2 separate regions of the Mus musculus genome follow, and region 1 is linked to region 2. The links are chromatin contacts, called in public ChIA-PET maps. All regions are on one chromosome and are shown on one strand. The core of a region is the stretch at or near the end of the contact, and the rest is flanking DNA. Distances in the headings are between cores, read along the strand shown. Region 1 has its middle 9.5 kb from the start of Gm24224. Region 2 holds the start of Mrps11 (mitochondrial ribosomal protein S11).

Region 1 (3,471 bases), core at 733-3,232, 580 kb after region 2:
ATCGCCTGGGTTATTGTTTCCTCTGCTTCATCTCTGTTGGCACCAGGACAGCCCAAGAGGTGTAGTCGTGGGTCTGTGTGGATGGTAAAGGAGCCACCTGAACACCTCAGGGCTTCGGGTGGAATAGAGCGTGGGCACTGGCCCGAGAGACTGACAGGAAAGCCTGTACATGAAGCGCTGTTTTCTGACAATCACTAGATCATCCCAGTCGTCACTGAGATGTCTGCAGCCTCCAGTTTGCTTTTTGCTATAATTTGTCACACTCACCAAATCCTGTCCCTGTGCCCCTCTCATGGTGGCCATTTCTCTGTTGCATTTCCCTTAGCACAGATTGGCACTTTATCCTTCATCCCTCAATTTGGAAGTGAATCCTTCTCTATCGATTTTTCCCTCCACCCTACCGCAGCCATAATCTAGAAGCCTCACACACAGTTCCTGTTTCCTGCCTTCATCCCTGAAGACTTTTAATGAGAGCAATAAGGTCACAGAGTCGAGTCACCGTCCCTGGAAGTGAGGGGCTCCCTTTGCTTGCCCGAGGCCATCTCTTCCCAAGTCCTGACAAAGCTTGGGTGCCCCCTTTTGTCATACTTAGGAGGAAGTGGGAGGTTGTCCTGGGAGCCTGGTCCAAGCAACAGGCCTGGAGGCCCACTGGGGAGAGGTGGAGCTGCCATACGCCTAGAGATCCAGGCCCTCCCTGGGGCTGGGGGAGGGGACGTGTACCAGCTGAAGCCTCCTTAGTGTGTCACTCTGAATGGCACTGGCATTCCATTTTGCTTCACATGAAATCAACTGAGGCTCTTTATTTAAGTTTTGGGCTCTCAGACATGGAAATGAGACCGTGACCGTGGCAGTCGGACAGGAAAATTCTTGTTTGGCCCTGAATGAGAGTACAGAGGCATGACTGTGGAGGTGCCAGCTTTGCCTAATGAATGGGAGGACAGCCCTCTATGTAGGTCGGCTGCTTTCCTTCCTCTGGGCTGCCTCGCTCTAGCGTTTAGAGAGTATTCTGTTTTTAAATCAAGGATATAAATTACATAGATGTAGACAATTCTGTGGCTGGAATAACATTAAGACCCAAGTGCGGAGTGCACCTATATTATTCCAGTTGTACTCCCTGCTTCCCAAATAATTGGAAACCATGGACTTCAGTCAAATTAGGATTACCTAGCATCAAAATGATGATCAAGACTGCCTAGTTAGCAGGGAAGCTTGCAGACTTGAACGCCCGTTCTTTCCTGCACCAACTTTGTGTCTTCCATGCCAGAGCAGAGTGAAGGTGGAAAACGTGTCAGTGTATCCCTCTCACGCCTGTGGTATCCTACACTCACAGGGAACCTTGGGATCTACTGAAACATTCCTCTAAGGGTGTCTTCCTTTATTCACATGGTGTTACAGAACCAGCGTCAGGAGACCTGGTTGCTCACCCCCACTGGCTCTGACTCATGCCGGACACACGGGCAAGTCACTTCACCTCTCTTGAACCTGTTACCTTGTTCTATAGCATCTCTGAGGCTGCTTCACTCACTTGTGAATCATTCTCTCCATCATTGTTAAGTGTGTCTGAAGTTGCACGTAGAAGGGAGTGAACCCTGACCCCTAAGCTCATCTTCATCTTAAGAGAGAGAAGGCGCGTGTGCATTCAACTTTTCCTAGTTAGGACACGAGGCAACATCCAAAACCCCGTCTCTGGCCTCTCTTCCTAGTCTTGACCGTCATGACCGTTTCCTTGCTATTCTGAGGGTAGTCTTGTGACTGTAGCGGGTGAGAGCCACAGTAATGAGGAGAGTGCCTCGGTCTTCAGTGTGACCAGGCTAAGGGTGGATGGTTGCCAAGCCAGAGGTCCTTCCTGGGCAGGCTCGCTCTGGCTCAGCTGAACCTTCTGGGTGGCTGAGCTTATCTGGCTGGCATCCGGATGAGAGCCCTCTTTGTAAGTGGCTGACTTGAGATAGAGTTTGCCAGGTCCGGAGATACAGAGCACGTGTTTATGTTTGCCCCGGAAGCAGGTGTTAGAGATGTGAGAGGCTTTTCTTTTCCTGTGGCCTTGATCCTGACTTGAGTGACAGTTTTAAAAGAAGGAGGAAGTGGGTGTGGGGGTGTGGAGACAGGACTTGTGGAGTTGAAGGAACCCCTGGGTTTTCTTCCTTTAGGCACATGAGAGAGTTCTTAGGAAGCATGTCACCTCAGCATCCTGTCACAGTATCATCTGGAATTGTTTTCTTTACCCACAAAGCCTTAACTTGCCTCTAGAAAATCCCCTGGTATGACAACATTGTGGCCTAAGAATTCAAACTCTTCTCCTATGAAAGTCTGAAGCAAAGCCACAGCCAAACCAGAGAATTTCCTCAGGTGGCCTGGAGGCTCCTATGACATCACCCCCACCTCTCACCCCAACAACATGAGTGATCTGGATCTAAGCCCCTCCACCCACCCGTCGTCTTGGCCTTACTCTCTTTCAAAGCCACATTAGATCACTCAAATGCTTCCAAAAGGGGCCTGCTTGGCATTTAGAGACCAAGCCATTGAGGGCCAAGTTTCTTCCACCTGTTAGCTAAGCAAAGGACAGTTGTCCCCTCTGCCTGGGGTCAATTTTCCCAAACTATGTTTATAGCTAAGGACACAGGAGCAGGCCCCTGCTGGCTAAGGAACCCCAACAGCATCCAGAGCAAAGGCTGCTCTGCTGGCCTTGCTGCCTCCAGGTGCTACAGCCCAGCATCCTCCTGAAGTGGTCCTTAGCAACAGGCTACAGAGTACAGCTTGCCAACTATCCCCAGACACCCAGAACACAGACAGCTGTCTCCTTTGGAAGAGTCTGTCTGCCATGTTTTCCAGCTGTTTTTTTCCTAGCGTATACATAGGTAGAGCTTTCACCAATGCCTAATAAAGAAGCTGAAATCAATTTCTAATTGGTAGATTAAGACTGACATGGCGAGGTTCAGAAAATTCACAACTTTTTACTAGACTCCTGTCAATTAGGAAATCTATAACTGGTCCCCATTAGCCAAGTAATCTTCTGTTGCCATAAATTGGGGACAGTCCATTTCTAGCGCCTATAGGATCACCCTTAGTCTCGGTGGGCATTCTGCCCCCCAGACCACAGACACAGAGCAGTCAACATCACCTGAAATCATTGCTGACCTCCTCGGTCCCCAGGGCCAACCGCCACTCTCCCAGGCTGCTCTCCTGAGGGAACCTGGTTCCTGGTGATAGGAGCTGGGCTCGCTTTGGTCTTCATTCTGGCCTCTTTAGTTTTCCTAAAGCACAAATCCATGTAGTGCCCTGTTACCTCTCCACACCCATTCCAGGTGACCTGGCTCTCTCCCGCAGCCTCAGGCAGACCTTCACTATACCTGAGTTTGCAACTTTTCCCCCACTGCCGCTGCCTTATTGACCAGGGCTGGGGTGGGGGAGGGGCCAGCTCACCTCCCTCCTTTTCCCAGGTAGACTCCAACCGACCACTGTCTTACGTTGGCA
Region 2 (3,364 bases), core at 206-2,705:
GAAATAGAATGAAACACTATACAGATTTAAAAAAAAAAAGCCCACTGGATTGTAAGTAGGCAGTAGGAGAACTTCATTAAGACTGTCAAGGAGAACAGAGGGCACTGAAGACCCACTTCCCACACACTAGGTCTACTCGTCTCTGATCAGCATCTATTCAAGGACTTTCCTGCCATGAAGACTTTCCAACATCCTTCTTCCTAGTCTCTCTTTCTCCTCATGCCATTTCTTCCAGATTTCTATCCATCCTTCTTATTTCAACTCAAATACCTCTTTCTCAGAAAGATATTCCTGGATACTTCTCAGGAAAATAAAACCTATGTGGTCCTGTGTAAAACTCTTCTAGTACTCTATGTTTTCCTTAATAGCACTTACCAAAGTCTATAATTAGTCATAAGACTGGTTACTGATTGTATCCCTAATTCCAGTACCTGGAAACTCTCTGCGAAGCAGAGCGATGTGCCTGTCACATCCACAACTGCCTATCACTTTGCACACAGACGCACAGTATTGGCTACGAATACCTTTATGGTGAAAGAAAAAGGACTACCAAAAAAAAAAAAAAAAGTCAAGTGAGTGAATACATTGAGCAAAAAGCACTGACGGGAGTTTCCATTAGTATTCTCCAGACAAAAGCCTTTTGGAGTCTAGGGATACGGAAGACCTTCCATCACTATCTCCTGACCCAACAGCAACAACACTTGGGTTTTTTGTCTTTCACAGAAATTGCTCCCTGAGGTAAAGCAAACTTTACCGCATTATCTTAAGGATGTGCCCACAGTCACCACGACTTTCGTCCTAACATCACAAACACTTCTCTATAGTCTGAGAGCTCCTAAGTTAAAGGGAGTGATTCCTGTTTGCCCCCGGATCCCTACAGTATTGAATGAACAAGAAGGAAGCTATCCACACCGAATGATCAAGAGAAAACAAGCCAACTAAACTCTTTCAACACCTGCTATATCCTAACCCAACTCAGTACGGTAACTTCATCTTGCAGATGTCACTAAAGGTCGAGAAATGAAACGTTTGCTCAAGGTCACACGAAGTACCAGAGTCTCCATGGAAATCAAGACCTCCTTGATACTGTTGCTTCCCTCCGCCGCACCAGGAAGCCCGTGACTGCCTTACCTGCTGTAATAGACCCGCCATCTCTTCCTGCAATGGAGTGAGCGCCTTGGTGATCAGCGGTGGCCGCTGCAGACACAAGGCGCCCGACAAGCGCCATGGAGACCGGCTGCTTGAGGACGCAGCCTCAAGGGACAAGCCACGAGAACTACCTGCCCAGAACCTGTCAAGCTGCCGCCAGCCTCTAGCCAGCCCTAAAAGAGTACGCCCTACGGGCGCCGCCATCTTTCTGTCTTCCCACAAGGTACCGCGGCGCCCGGCAGAGCCCTCAGCCAACCCCAGGTTCCCATGAGGCAACGCGGGCCGGCGAGGGGCGGGTTTACCGAGTGGAATGAACCATTCCCTTTGGGGGAGGTAGGTGAAATTCTAGTGTTAGACCACTAGAAAGGGGAAAGTTCCTACATAAATGGTTTTATAGAGCTTTAAATTTGAAGAAAAAATACTTACAGGACTATTTAAGAGCAATCAGGTGATTTCCTGTCTGTGAGCACCCCCACAGAGGCTCATGGTGCTGGCTCGAGCTAAGCCAAGCGCCGCGGAGGGTCAATTTCAGTCATGCAGGTTTTAAGAAACTCCGGGTCGTGGCTCCTGCGGTCCTGGGCTGGACATGGAATGACCAGGTAAGGATTACTCTTTCGAACCCACTGTCACTCTCGAGCCTGCCCGCCTACCTTCCTTCCAGACCTATGTGCCACTTGAACCCCCCAAAATACCGTTAATCCAGTCCCTCATCGTACTCTCTCTCTCTCTCTCTTTTTTTGCCCCCCAGGTTTGTGGGCATTGCCCCAGCTAAGAATATCCACACCGGAGCCCCGAGATTAGAAGACTCAGCTGCCAGGCAGAACACTGAAAGGGAAGCGGCTCCAAGTCGCTTCAGGTGAGGGTAAGTGGATGCAGCGCTCTGGAAAGTTGCATCCTGTGACTTCTGCCCGACACCGTCCAAAATCATAGAAAAAGTTAATTCCTGGCTGTCATTTGCCATCTGTGGGAGCTTGTGCAAATCAGCACACTATACGTGGAGATAATGCTTAGAGGGGTTGTTGGGAAAATAGAGGGATGAGCAGGGGCATAAGGTAGCTGTTCAATTAGCAACTGTTAGCTAAGTGTCCAATGTATATAAATACCAGCTTTCTTTTCCTTGTGAGATAAGCTTTAGATCCGACTAGCAGCTTTCTCTGCCTCCAACATAAAATGTCTTGAAGAACCACACTAACTGCACATCTAGATTGTGCCTTTCTTAATTTCGTGCCTAGCCCTGGGACCTGGCATCCTGCAGCATCCCACTAGTAGAAATACTTAATATGCAGGCGGTATATATGTTCACTTACCTTCACATCTGTTTAACAGTTACAAAAGCTACTACTACCTGTTGAGTACCAGGATAAATACAGGAAATATAGGTTATGTCTCCCCAGAAGTAGTACACAACTTGCAAAAACAACACACAGGCAAATGTATTAACCATAATCTGATCAAAAGGATAATAGAGGTAAGAACTGGCTGGACATTTAAGAGAGTAAGGCACACTTGAGGAATTCAGGAAAGACTAAGTACCGTGGACTGTGGAAGTGACTAGGATCTCAGCTGGACAAGATCATTGTGATCGTGGCAGGCAAGGGTAACGTCTGTGGAAAGGCAGGCTGTCAGAACTGGCTTGTGATGCCTCTAGAAAGGCATTTCGGAACCTGTGGGTTGCAACCCCTTTGGGGTTCCTAAGGCCATCAGAAAACACACATACATACGTTACGATTCATAACAGTAGCAAAATCACAGTTAGGAAGTAGCAACGAAAATAATTTTATGGCTGGGGGTCACCACAGTATAAGGAACTGTATTAAAGGGTCACAGCATTAAGAACACTGAGGACCACTGCTCTAGAAGGATCCAAATGGCAGAGGACAGCCCTGTCTCCCTAGAGCTTTTACACTTTATCCCCTGCAGGCAACGAGGAGCTACTGATGGAATTTGATCCAGGACCGTTGTAGCCGTTCATTTGGCAATCCCAGACACTACTAGGATTGTTGGGGTTCTGTCCCTGCTCCAACAGTAAAGCAGGCAATCAGGCATAGCCGTATCTGTCCAGTTCTGGGACGAGTTGATGCCATGTCATTCACTCACTCATTCATTCGTTCATTCATTCATTCATTTTTAGGATGGCCTTGCTGTGCAGCCCAGGCCACCCTCAGACTCACAATCCTCTTGCCTTGGCCTCTTGGGTGCCTGAATTACTAGAGCA

The links. ChIA-PET counts read pairs in DNA pulled down with a chosen protein or histone mark.
Region 1: a contact with region 2 is called in an RNA polymerase II ChIA-PET map of memory CD8 T cells, with 14 read pairs. The contact joins the enhancer-like site here to the promoter of Mrps11 in region 2. A contact is called at or near these places in 2 of 39 promoter capture datasets (liver and pre-B cells), 7 of 484 Hi-C or Micro-C datasets (B cells, the G1E-ER4 cell line, the N1E-115 cell line and 3 more), 3 of 115 datasets of contacts at active chromatin or transcription factors (astrocytes, large pre-B cells and memory CD8 T cells) and 1 of 9 other capture datasets (liver).

The regions. Positions count from the first base shown.
Region 1 is chr7:79,361,604-79,365,074 of GRCm38.p6, forward strand. No RefSeq gene overlaps it. Among named protein-coding and RNA genes, the nearest start is that of Gm24224, 9.5 kb to the left of the region's middle. Within about 2 kb of position 1,983, at least 137 of the 459 cell types and tissues checked have an H3K27ac peak or open chromatin away from gene starts, as enhancers often do. A contact at or near this core is called in B cells, the G1E-ER4 cell line, astrocytes and 3 more, where this site is marked.
Region 2 is chr7:78,781,676-78,785,039 of GRCm38.p6, forward strand. Mrps11 (mitochondrial ribosomal protein S11) reads left to right here and starts at 1,456. Exons shown (of 6, transcript NM_026498.2): 1 at 1,456-1,748; 2 at 1,898-2,005. The coding sequence starts at 1,684. Mrpl46 (mitochondrial ribosomal protein L46) reads right to left here and starts at 1,414. Exons shown (of 4, transcript NM_023331.2): 1 at 1,132-1,414. The coding sequence starts at 1,353.